2 separate regions of the Rattus norvegicus genome follow, and region 1 is linked to region 2. Evidence: chromatin contacts called from public Hi-C data. All regions are on one chromosome and are shown on one strand. Each heading gives the region's core, a stretch centred on a gene start, on an enhancer-like site or on the middle of the called end of the contact. The rest is flanking DNA. Distances are from core to core; before and after follow the strand shown.

Region 1 (6,582 bases), core at 1,586-4,085, 220 kb before region 2:
TTCAGGAGAAATGTGGCTGTGCTTACCTTCTGGATATCTTGTGCGGTTTCTGAAAAGTAAATACAAATGTTTTAAGTTTGAGAATTTAAAGTTTATCCCATACATAGGTAAGCACTCATATTCTTACATGGCTTGTATATGTATTGCTACTAATTGAGCCTTAAGAGCGTTGAGCCTTTTGGGTCCCTCATGTATGTTCTACATCCTTTCCCACTGCAGGGTCACTTTACATTGAGAGCCAAAGCTGTCTCCTGCATCCCCGAGGGCAACAGCTCATGGGAAATAGGTCCCTAAACTTCCCAACAAAAACATAGAAAAGAAAACCCATGCCATAGGCCATGGGAGTCCCCTGTAGATGCAAGGAGGCTTCTGTTGGTTTTTAGACATTTGGGGGTTTTAAATGAAGATGAAGTCTTTATCCACAGGTCTCCTTAGCCGTGTCATTGAGAGGGATTCATGCCTGTATTTTATAGATACCCCGATGATACAAATTTCACCTTTAAGAGTTGTTTAGTTATGCAAGCTTATAAAAAGGACTTCTTTCCCCACAAATTCCTCCTCCTAGAGCAGAGGTTCACAACCTTTCTAATGTTGTGACTCTGATACAGTTCCCCATATTGTGGTGATGACCCCCATACCCTCTATGGCATTATTCTCACTGCTACTTCATGACTGTAATTTTTTAAGTGTTGTAAGTCATACTGGAGATATCTTTGGAGATAGAAGGGCACCAAGACAGTCATGACCCACAGGTTGAGAACCATCTCTATAGTGGGACAGTTCAGCTCATCTTTCTGGATCCCACAACTACTCTCTCCAGCTTGTTGCAAGGCACAGTTGCTCTGTTTATTTTTAAATAAAGATGCAATACACCTCAATATATTTTCTGCTAAATCTATAGGCATTTGGTAGTAGATAGAGACTGACTTTTAACAACAGAACATCCTATCATGTGCATAAACAGACCACTTCCTACTAGATAGACATTTTATGCTGCGCTATTAAAATGTCGCAAAAAACCCCACCAAGTCAAGTATTCCTTGTACAGAACTAGTAGTTTATTCACATCTTAAGAGCTCTACAGGGGATTGGAGAGATGGCTCAATGGTTCAGAGCATTGGTTACTTTCCCAGAGGATCCAGGGTCAATTCCCACCACCCACATGGCAATTCGTAGTCTGTAACTCCATTTGAGGGGTTCCAACACCCTCACATAGACATAGGTGTAGACAAACACCAGTGCACATAAAATTAAAAAGAGCTAGGTAGTTTAAATTATATAGAAAAGAAGAAGAAACATTATTTCCTTTTGTTTTTAGCCATGGTCTGGTGTACCTCAGGCTGGCCTTGAACTTGTTATGAAGCTGAGGATGACCATCATATAGTGATAGTTTCTGCAGTTACTGTTCTGTACCAGGAGGAACACAAGAGTGATACCAAGTGCTCTGAGCATGTGGAATGAGACTTGGCCTCCACCATACCAAGGCCCAGCCCCTTGTGAGACTCTCCCGCCTTGTGAAGAGTCCAGGCAGGGTTCTAGTCATACTTGCTGACACATCTATATGGGCCTAGAGGTCAAATTGAGTCAAAGGCAAATGCCCGCTTTGAACACACATGGGAATTACTAAATTTTCTTAGAAGAAGCTGTAAAAATTTACCCTCCTCCACAAGAGTTTTGCAGTATCTTTTGGTCAAATTCATAGCTTCCTTGCCTCTATTTCTCTCATTTATTTATTTATTTATTTATTTATTTATTTATTTATTTATTTTTTTGTGGTTCTTTTTTTTCCGGAGCTGGGGACTGAACCCAGGGCCTTGCGCTTCCTAGGTAAGCGCTCTACCACTGAGCTAAATCCCCAGCCCCTATTTCTCTCATTTAAATGAATGTTTTTTCTAATTATGGATGCAGATGATGTTTCAAATTTTAAATTTTATTGGTGCTTTGTTTCTTCTGTGAAGCTGGAGCATGTGTATGTGCTTAGACATATATAGCATATATATTAGATATATACATTTAAGGGGTTTTTCCCTCTTGTTTTTGTTGATAGTATTTCTGTTTTTCTGATAGATGGTAATTATGTCTGTCAGATCAGATTGCATCAATTGACTGTTTGCAAAGACTCTTTTGTTTACAGACATAGCTAATCTTCCTGCAGTCGGGCTAACAAATTCACCAATCTACAGTGCACCTAACGCACAATTTTCTTCTGTTACGTTTGACTCAGAATTAATGAGAGTGAAAAATGTAACTATTTTTGGACTTACCACTGGTCTTCAACACTTTGTGTGATCGAGAGGAAGGCTCTGAGGAGAGAGCAAAGCCACCATCATTTGCAAATCAATATTTCCCCTCATAAATAAATTAGTATCTTATTGATGTTTTAAGAGTTCTAGACAGTTTCCTTTTGTTTTAGACAGATCTCATGCATCTCAGGCTGGTCTTGAACTTGCTAAGAAGCTGAGGATGACCTTGAACTCCCAACGCTCCTGCCTCCATTTCCCCAGTACAGAGATTACAGACCTGAAGATTGCAGGCATGAGCCCCACCTATGTGGAGCTGGGGAAGGAACCCGGGGCTTCGTGCATATTAGGCAAGCACACTATCAATGGAGCAACATCCACAGCCCTGAGCTGTATTAAAGCTCTGTTGAATTTATCAAAATTCTCAGTGGTCAGGGATACTCAGGTACCAGCCATTCACCCTGCTGAAATGGCTGGATAAACTCTAAAGGGTCAGGAGTCAGAAGGGAAGAGCAGGTGCTACTGTACCAATTCACCACCCTCTGGAAGGACTCCGTCCCACTGCAGCTTCTGAGCTGGTAACTGGGTGTTATGTTCTAGGCTGCACAGCTTACTCATGCCTTGGCTATGCCAGCTTGCTCCTCCCAGTCAGAGCTCACTTCTTCCTCTTGAACTTTCACCTCTATTTGCTGCCAGTTTATCAAGCTAGTGACCGTGATGCCATTCTCAACTTCTCTGGTTTCCCCCAATGGATGCACTAGCTCACTAAAAGTTACCACTCCGCATCCCTAAACCTGATGCAAGTCACTGTTCTGCTTCCAGGCCTTTGTCACTTCTGACCAGCAGGGCTGCTGGTCTCCATCAAGTTGCTGTCTTCACTCATGCACGGCCTGCTGAGTCTTCATGGTCAGACTCCTATCTGCAGCCTTCCCTCCTCATCTTTCTACTGTGCCTCATCTTCTTCCACCTCAGCTCCTTCCCTCACTCCAGCCAGGCAGAACTGCTGGCGTATCCTGTCTGTCCCAAGGGCTGCTGGTTCAGGTCCCAGGGCTGTGCTTGGATGATCTCAGCTCTACCTGCCTTGGCCTCACATTCTGTCAAGGGTATTTACCAGCCTTTGGCTCTGTGAAATCTTTCTTCTTCCTGGAATCTCTCTCTTCTATCTTTCCACTCTCTTTTCTATCCACACGTGCCAAAGCTTTATCAAAGAGACTGTTGTTTACTCCTTAATTTTTTTTTTTTGGTCTCCTTCACAAAGGGCCTTAAAAGCAGAAATCTTAGGCATTATCTACCCTAGAATAGTAAAGGGGAAAATGGACTTGGTAAGCATCATATAAAACCAAAATCTGAGAGTTAAGAGAATACGACATGTGACATGACATCTGACTTAGCAAACACATATCAGAATAGTAAGCTTGAAGATGCTGTATGTGTCAATCACAAGGTATACTTTCCACAAGCAACTGCAAACAGGCCTTAAGGGGGTATTTGTCATTGGCAAGGTGTCATATAAAGCAGCTGTCTGCCTGTGACAGAGTCTCACTGTGGAGCTCTGTTTGGCCCAGAACTTACTATATAGCATCAGACTGGCATCCAATTCATTGAGATCTGCCTGCCTCTGCTTGGGACAAAAGACAGAGTCATCACACCCGGCTGGTTGACATATTTTATATTCACTAGGAGAAAATTAAGTAGAGAGGAGTTTTAAAGAAAAGCTAGAGAGGTTTTTTGTTTTGGTTTTGTTTTGTTTATCTTTTTAATGGTAGCCTCGGTTGTATTCACACAACAAGCAGCCAGAAAATGCCTATCGGTTAGAAAGTACTCACTTCCTGTTCCTCTTGGCATTACAGTTTGATGATAACATCCTGCTTACCTGACTTCCGCCTCAGCCGATGTGGTGCTGAACCACATGGTGTCTTCACCTCTCCCTTAGGATCGTAACAGAAGCCTGGATGGTCTGCCAAGAGAACCACAGGAGCAAGTGAAGGGTAGTGACTGTACAGGGTGGCTGGAATTTTCAGAATTTGGTGCTACATTACAAATGTTTCGCTGTTCTTGTAAATAATCAAAAGGGACTTTTGTTTTTTTTAAGGAGTGGATAAAAGGATAAATGAACTGTATGTTGTAAAGCTGAGCCCTTTGTGGAGGCAGCTCTGACAGTGTTAGGATCTACAGAAACCAGAAGTGTGGCTAGCCATCCAGTGCCCCACAGATAAACCAGAGACTCAGAGCAGAAACAAATGAGTATCTTAGGAAGGGATGGTCATGTCTGCTCCAGCTGCTAAGGCAGGGTGAACTGCTGCTAGTGTCTTATAAATGACAATGTACGGGCTTTGAAATGGTCACAAATGAACAACAGTATCTCAAAGAATACTAAGGAAACAACAACACAACACAACACAAAATACAACAACAACAACAACAATAACAACAACAACAAACTTACGGATGGCATCCATTTCAAGAATTGCTTGCTTGGCCTGAAAGAGAGAAAATGTAGATAGAATTAATTTTTTTCCTCCCATTAATTTTTTAAATGAACAAGTGTGATGGAGATCTTATCATACCCAAATAAATGGATTTTAGAGAAAAAGAAAACCCTCAAACCCTCACTATTTCTTTTAGGCATTAATACATAGTTCAGGAGATTCAAAGATTATCCTGATGAGGATTAGCATACGCTGTCCACTTGATCCACTACAGCAAAGACTTGATGGTTAGTTTTAACTGTTACTTTGGCACAATTTAGTCTCACTTGGGAACAGAGTCTCAATGAAAGACTCCCTAATGCTTCGACTCTTTAATGCAGTTCCTCCTACTGTGGTGATCCCCAAACATAACATTTTTTTGTTGCTACTTCATAACTATAATTTTGCTACTGTTAAAAATCATATTGTAAATATCTGGTATGCAGGATATCTGATCTGTGACCTCTGTGAAAGGGTCATTTGACCCCACAAAGGGTCTTGGCTTACAGGTTGAGACTCTCTGGCATAGATCAAGTTGACCTGTATGCATATCTAGGGGTGGGTATCTTAATTTTGTTAATTGGTATGGGAAAACCAATTGGTATGTGTCATAACCCTGGGGCTGTGTCCTTAATTACTCCAGAGACAGTGAGCTCGTAGTAGCCCACAGGTACTAATTTCTCTTTGCTCTGGACTTTGGATATAATGTGACTACTGGCTTTAAGTTCCTGCCTTGATGTTCCTGTTATGATGAAGTGTAACTTGGAACTGTGAGCTGAAACAAACCCGTCCTCCCTAAGCTGCTTCTTTCCTCAGGGAATCACAGCAACGAGGCAAGAACAAGACTGTGATACCCAAATCTTCTATAGAGAGATAGAGCATTTATACGGCACTTGTACATGTCTTCCTATAAACTTTAAATTGGCTCTAGATTACTTATAATACCCCCAGGTAAAGGCCTTATAGATAAGCTTTATGCTGTATTGTTTAGAGGAGTAAAAGCAAAAGCAGAAACAACCTGCAGCATACTACGTACACTTGCAGTTTAATCATTTATGTCTAAGAGCAACCCGTGGGGGCAGCTCTCTCACCTCTCCGGATTAGTTTTCTCAGCTGTAAGGTGGGGGGGGGGGTGGTAACAGGACCTACCTTTCCCAGTGCCATTAGGATCAACTGTCATGCACAGGCACAGCCCCTGTCTCTACCCTTCTGGGGAATAGAGCCCAATGCCTGAGGCTTCCTCTCTCCACACACTTGGCACTTCTACCCAGAATGCTTTGAGGTTTGTTGCTATATGTTGCTAATGCTTAGACATAGACAGGTTGTTTTAATCCATCATTTTACCAATTGATTCAGGGGAGGAAATCAGTTGAGGTGATGTTTCTTCCTTTCCAATGCTGTTTACATTTTCCCCAAGGGTAATATAATTTAATTGACATACGCTGTTATATTAACTAAAATGATTTTGTTTCTAATTTGCTGCAGTCTGCGATATCATGTAAAACTATTTGGCCTGAAAGATAATCAGAATTTTAAAAAATGGAGGCACAGACAGGAAAATAAAACAGTAACAGTCTCTTTAATTTTGAGGAAAATAGTTTTCTACTTCATATATTTATCTTCCTATTTTATACTGAGATCATAGCTGGAATTAATTTCAAACTCGAATGACAGCTTGATCTCTGGAAAGTGGCTAAGTTGCACTTTAACATTTAACACATAAAAGCACTTACTTCATCTTTATGCTCAATTAATTTGGCTCAGTATGTATATAAATGGGGCATGTGACAAGTTCCAAGAAATTCCTTTAACAAAGCTATTCCATAAGAAGGCTTAATCCCCTCAAGTCTTGTAAATTACTTCAGAAAAGAACT
Region 2 (6,313 bases), core at 3,119-5,618:
ATGCCATTAACGGAAGACCCGCCCAGCACACTGGTTTCAAAGTAACTTTTTTCCCCCTGAAATTACAGAAAGACTCAGGTCCTGAAGAATCCAAGCACACGATCAATTTCCAGCAACCCAATACTTGCCTGAGCTGATTGCCACATTCCTAGCAAGATGTTTGATCTCCTGTTTCCTTTAGGACATGGATCCTTTCAATTTTCGAGGACAGAAATGTCTTTTAAAACTATTCTGCCAATTTTAAAGAAAGAAAGAATAAAAAGAATGAGAAGATAATCTCGATAGTGATTAACGGAACTTGCGAGCACATCTGTAACCCACATAATTCAAACTATAATCCCTAAGGTGAAATCCCTTCTCACCCACACCTCTTCAAGTCTGCAATGCTTTCCTTTCATTCCATTTCTTTTATTCCAGCCTTGTGGTTCCAGCTATGATTGCATAGCGAATAACACACATATGAGTCCATATGGTTCAGAGCAAATCCAATTTGTGATACAAAGACTTGGAGACTAGGATCCAGGGAGGAAAGAGGGAATCCATGGACTTCTCCATTGTCAGGAAACTGGCCAAGTGGCCTGCTACCTTCACATCCTCTGTCCCCATTGGAAACTCTGGCCATAGCCCTTTTATGTTGTAAAGTGTACAACAGTTAATGTTGTTCTGGCCAGAAAGGAAGCTATTCCTGGCCAGTCACATGGAGCCAGGCAGGTGGTTTATCAGGGTGTGCATTGGAAGAGAATAGCCTAATTAAATGGCAACATTGTTCAGACTTGCTCAGGCATAAGTGGAAAAATGTGGCTGAGTTTTAAAATCACCATTGGGGAAAGACTCTCACACCTTTGGGGGAAATGCAGACTTGATTGGGAATTAATTCTCTAAATTATAACCCTTTTAACTCTGTTGCAAGGAAATAATCTCCCCATTGCCAATTAGTGTGAAACATGACTCAAATGGATAGGTACGTGTTATCCAAACTCAGATGGAAAACTGAATTTTATAGATCAGGGACAAAGATATCACCTTTAAGAGGTCACAACCCCTAAGTTATTTGTTTCACAAATTTCTTATAATGAAGGTGCAAAGCCTCACTGGCCTGTCTATTATGCAACATTGTTCCATGTGTGTATTCACTGATGCTTAAACTATATCTGAAGAGCCCGCCCATAAAGCAACAGCATCAACTTTCCATGGGTTTCTTCTCTGATGGCTTCACAATGTTGTACATTTAGAAGGCCCACCAGGATTGGTTAACCAAGGTGACTGGAACCTAGGGAAACTCACTGTCAACTCAGAGAGTGCTAAAAAGGTAACGTATACCTACATGCTCTTGTGTAGGTGGCCCTCATGAATTAGCTACCCTTTGCGCACATTTCTGGGACTTCCTAGTGTTGAACAAAGTTCAAACCCATCAGCCTTAGAATCAAAGTCGATTAATCTAGCAGGTGTCTGGCCACAGTGCCTTTTATTATCAATTTCTTCTCTCTCACCCAAACGTCAAACCAAACCTACTGGTGTAGAAGAAGCCTCTCTGAGCATCTCACACACATTTCTGTGCTTGAGGGTGCAGTGGGCTTTCCTGAGTTCTATGAAATGAATCCTCTTTCCAAGAGATGCTCCATTTCCAAAGAGACATAGCAGGGTTTCTCTGAATACCACCAGAATGCCCAAACCCTACAATGGCTCCCCATCTTCTCTTGTGCTGGCAGCAAGGGTGACGGGACTCAGCTTCATGTGCTTTCCCCGTGTGACTATTGGCAACTCTACAGGGAGGCAGGTGAGACCTAGTTAATTTCCTAATGGTGAGACTTGTGAGTACATGCATTTGTGCTTTCTGCAAAGGCTCAGCAAACACAATTTATGTAATTGAAGGTAGCTATTCATAAAACCAAAGTGATTCATTGACGGATTTGCTAGTTAAAGCCTTTCTGCGAAAGTGTTTTATACCAGACTGCCGGCTAACTGGCAAATGTTTAGGGGATAAATCAGCTTAGGCAGGATTAAAGGAAGCATCCGCTTCATATCTGTTTTCTGCAGAAGCAGGTCGTCTACACCTGGTGATTTTGCTATCTAGTATCTTACCCTGTTGGGCTGAGCTTGAGTGCAAATCCAGGAACACCCAGAGCATCTAGTGCAGCTTTTCAACCCCTTTCTTTAATGAACTCTTTCCTAGGAGGTAAAACAAAACGAAATAAAATAAAAAGAGAGAAGAAAAGAATGAGGTAGAAAAACAGAAGATAAAATCAGAGAAGTGTCTGTTCCAGATGACTAGTTTGTGGCCTTCTGAGAATTTATCTTAATTGGTTCCCAATTACAAAGACATTTTAATTAACTTACTTTTTAAATTAGCATACAAAGTAACAAATTGCTTAATGGCAGCGAGTAGGATGGGGTGTTTTTGTTTGTTTGTTTGTTTGTTTGTTTGTTTTTGCTGACTGAATTCTGCTGTGAGAAGGAGTGAGGCATCTTGGGAGCAGTGGCTTCTCTTGGCTGACTTGGTTGCAGCGGCCACCTAGGAGCAGATCTGTGGACAGGGTTCTCTGTGTGAGGAGGTAAGGAATATTGTTCATGCAGCCCATCAAGTGAGAAGTGGATCTCGTGTGATGGTGGAAAATGGTACTTTCCAGCCCGGATCTCGGAGGGCTTTTGAGTGGCTGGCAATGACACATTTTCACTGAAAAGGTGCTTTGGTCATGTCTTGGACTTGATGTGGTGATAATGGAAGCAGAGGGATGAGGTGCGTCATTTAGAGTTGCCAGGGGAACCCACACAGGCTGGGCTACTTGAAAAACCCATCCCTTGCCTACCTGAGAGACAGCTAGATTGCCTCAAAAGCAACAGCAGGAGGCCTCCCATTAATGATCCGACATTTGCTGAGTCCCGCCTCTGAGCCAGGTCCACTTGAGGCACAGGTGACACAGTATGAGGCAAAGGAGCACTGTTCCTATCCTTATAGAGTCTCCTCTTAGTGGAGGAAGCAGACCTTCGTGAGGTAATGTCTGAGTCATTATAAATTAGTAACTGGAGAGAGTAAAGGAGGAGATGAGACAATCTACCGAAAATTAACCTAGCACTGTGGCGGGAAATTACCCTTGAAACTCCACTTTGATGGAGGGATGTCAAGGATAAGTTAACATGGCAAAGGAGAAAGGGAGAGCCAGAGTGTGTCTGTGGTATCTGCACTGCTGTGAAGCAGTGGGAGCAGCCATGGGGACCCTTGCAGGAGGGCCTGGGTTAGAGGCTCTTGCTGGGAAGGAGGCTGTGGGTGCTTGGTTAGAGTACTTGGTAACACAGGCTGAGCAGCCAAAGTGAGGTGATTCAGACAGAGTTCCAGGTCAGTGTGCTGTAGAAAGTGGAGTCACCAGACTAATGGCTCTATGACCCACTGCACGGTGCTCCATCTTGACAACTTCTAGTTTCTCGATCACTACAGAGAGACCATGCTTAGATAAAAGTCAGGGCTGGCACCTGTTCTCTTACAAATTGGGTGACTCTTTTTAAAAAAAGGTTAAGTACTTAACTCTTTAACTTTTCATTTGGAGAGTGTAGATAACTATCCTGTCGAATCCCCTTGGCAGGGTGGTTATGAAGAGCAATTTGAGATAAGGAACATGGGGCTAGAGAGATGGCTCAGTGGCTAAGATCACTTGGTGCTCTTCCAGAGGACCAGGATTTGATTCCCAGCATGCATGCAAGGACTGACAACTTTTTATAACTCCTGTACAAGGGGATCTCATGCATGTATAGCACAGATATAACTGCAAACATATTTATGCACATTCATTAATGACAATAATAATAAAAATAATAAAATTTATATGATTGTAAACGACTATGTTCTAAAACACTGGGAAGTGTGATATGAGACACTTATAACAAAACCATACACCCAACAACAATCAGAGAGCATGGTTTGCCAAACCATGGGCATCTAAGGCAGTTCTGGGGAAGGTCACTGGATACTGACCTGATGTCTCAGGAACTCTCAATCTCAGGAGGTGCCTGAGTACCTGGTCTATGGAATGAATCGAAGGAGAGTTTCCATCTATAGAGCTGTGAGAAAGTTGCTTTCCATGCTGGAGTCACCCTACTCCTGTAAATAGCCCCTCATCTATACTCTGTAAGCCCCCAACATTCCCAGCTTCTCTAAGTTGGACTTTGGAGGAATTGTCCTTTGGTTTGTCGTTGGCATGTATAAGGAGGGCATAAATGTTTGATTGTATCTCCCCAGTGAAAGAGTTCCTAAAATAGGGTCACTCTCAGCTCTTAAAGGCTCCACTCTCCTTTAAAGCCGAACATGGTAGAGCTGGTACTCTCCAACTTCTTCCAGTGACAGAGAGTTTTCTGTTTTTAAGGACTTCTGTCATGGAGTTGGGCATTGTGAATAATCTCTTTATCTGAAGTTCAGCAGGGCCACACATCATAACAAAGTCATAGAGTGATATCATACTCACAAGCTCTGAGGATGAGGTCATGGACTCTTCAGAGCATTTGTAGATTTCTACCACGGTGCTCAAAGTGACCTTGACAATGTCACCCACCCTCTTTCCATTTGTGTTTCCTCATCAATCATAGCTCGATAGGCAATTGAATTTTAAGTTAAATAAGGCAAATATGAGGGCACATTTCCTGCCTTCTCCCACTGGGTTTTGTGACTGGGGAACCCAGTTAGTTCTCCCAGCACCACTCCAGGTCTATTAAATAAAGGAGTAAACCCAGAGTTCCATGCTACTACATTGCCTCTCTACTGGCTGGAGTGTATTATTTCTAGGTATATACTAAGATTCTGAAGAAAAGGAGAATTCTCTGGAATTCAATTCAGTCCTAGTGTGTTTATTTCTGCACACATGTGCACACACACACACACACACACACACACACACACACACACAGAGTCTTGGCAGTAATAGCAACTTTTTGGTAGCAATAGTGGGTAAGAAGAAAAGAGGCTTAAATCTAATTGCTGGAGTTGAGTTTATTCTGCAGATTTTATGGATAAATTCTGCCAAAGTCCACTTACTTCCTTTGAAGAATACAGAAACCCGACAAAAGGAAACACACTACTTACTTCTTTAGTGGTGTGACTATAATAATCATTGCATTGTGATCCCTTGTGGATCTCTGTATGTCACAGTGAGTTTTTATAGAGCCCCTTTCTGTATTAGTATGAATTTCAACAAAGAGCCAGCAACCCTTAAATCTATCAACTGGCCCTAAATCTCAGTGGCTGATTTTTGAGTCCTTCTAGGATCAGCTCAGTGAATGGGCCACTGTTCTTTCAGTCAGGGGGGCCAAGCACTGCCTCCCCAAAGCAATCATTCTCCCCTAAATCAGTTGCCTTCCCTCTGAAGTCAGAACCACAGCTCTTTGCAATTCTTTAAAGGCTATAGGAGAGGATATGGGTTGGGGGTGGTGGTGAATAGAGACTTGTACGTTAGGGAGAGGTGCCTCCTGCTAAAGGTGTCTGTAGCCTTTCAGTGGCTTATTGTCTGTGTCTGTCCAGCAAAAGACAGCGTCATTTCTGAATCTATTATTTGCCCAGAAGCCTATTTTCAGGGCTAAAGCATGAACAAAAATGCTTTGCATAGAGTGCATTATTTGATAATTATATCTTATGTGCTCTATCCCAGGACCTAAGTGATAGATAATGACATATGACATGGTCTCAGAGGAGGACATAGGACATAAAACAGAAATGTAATGCACACCGGTTCAACCACACACAGCCAGAGGCTTTCCAGCCCACAGGTAACCTTTATACAATCCGATAAAGTCTGGAGGAAATGAAATCTTGTGAAAAAGGATGTTTTATCTTGTTGAATTGGGGGTATGTTTACTAGATTATTTTTCCTCTGCAATATGTAGGAAAGATCATTAGACATACTTGTTCATTAAACCATTTTTTCGAGGTACCTGGGTGTTTTTGTTCATCAGTATAGACTTTGTAATATCTCAGGCTCATCTTTCAGTATATTTATTCTTATTCTGGAACAATTATTATTATTATTATTATTATTATTATTATTATTATGTGAAAAATGATTGTGACGAGGGTAGGCCATTTAAATAAAACATATGCTGCTTCTGTATATTGCTTTCTCCTAGAGCAGTGGTTCTAAACCTCTGGGCTGCCAACCTTTTGGGGGGGGTGGTATCGCATATCAGATATCCCAAATATCAGATATTAGATTTCGATTCATAACAATAGCATGGTTACAATGATGAAGTTAGCAACAAAATAATTTTATGACTGGGGGTAGCCATGAGAAAGTATATTAAAGGGCTGTAGCTTTAGGAAGGTTGAGAAGCACTG

The links. A called contact is a pair of places that touch in the nucleus more often than the background predicts.
Region 1: a Hi-C map of Schwann cells shows a contact between it and region 2, with 4 times the contacts expected there. The contact joins two enhancer-like sites. A contact is called at or near these places in 9 of 12 Hi-C or Micro-C datasets (the A7r5 cell line, the Rat2 cell line, Schwann cells and 5 more) and 1 of 1 datasets of contacts at active chromatin or transcription factors (oligodendrocytes).

Annotation. Positions count from the first base shown.
Region 1 is chr1:42,820,219-42,826,800 of GRCr8, reverse strand. Plekhg1 (pleckstrin homology and RhoGEF domain containing G1) reads right to left here. Exons shown (of 15, transcript NM_001190999.1): 10 at 4,687-4,720; 11 at 4,114-4,197; 12 at 2,265-2,303; 13 at 27-49. Among named protein-coding and RNA genes, the nearest start is that of Cycsl1, 26 kb to the right of the region's middle. Within about 2 kb of position 2,835, at least 3 of the 93 cell types and tissues checked have an H3K27ac peak or open chromatin away from gene starts, as enhancers often do. A contact at or near this core is called in Schwann cells, where this site is marked.
Region 2 is chr1:42,598,781-42,605,093 of GRCr8, reverse strand. No RefSeq gene overlaps it. Among named protein-coding and RNA genes, the nearest start is that of Plekhg1, 150 kb to the left of the region's middle. Within about 2 kb of position 4,368, at least 2 of the 93 cell types and tissues checked have an H3K27ac peak or open chromatin away from gene starts, as enhancers often do. A contact at or near this core is called in Schwann cells, where this site is marked.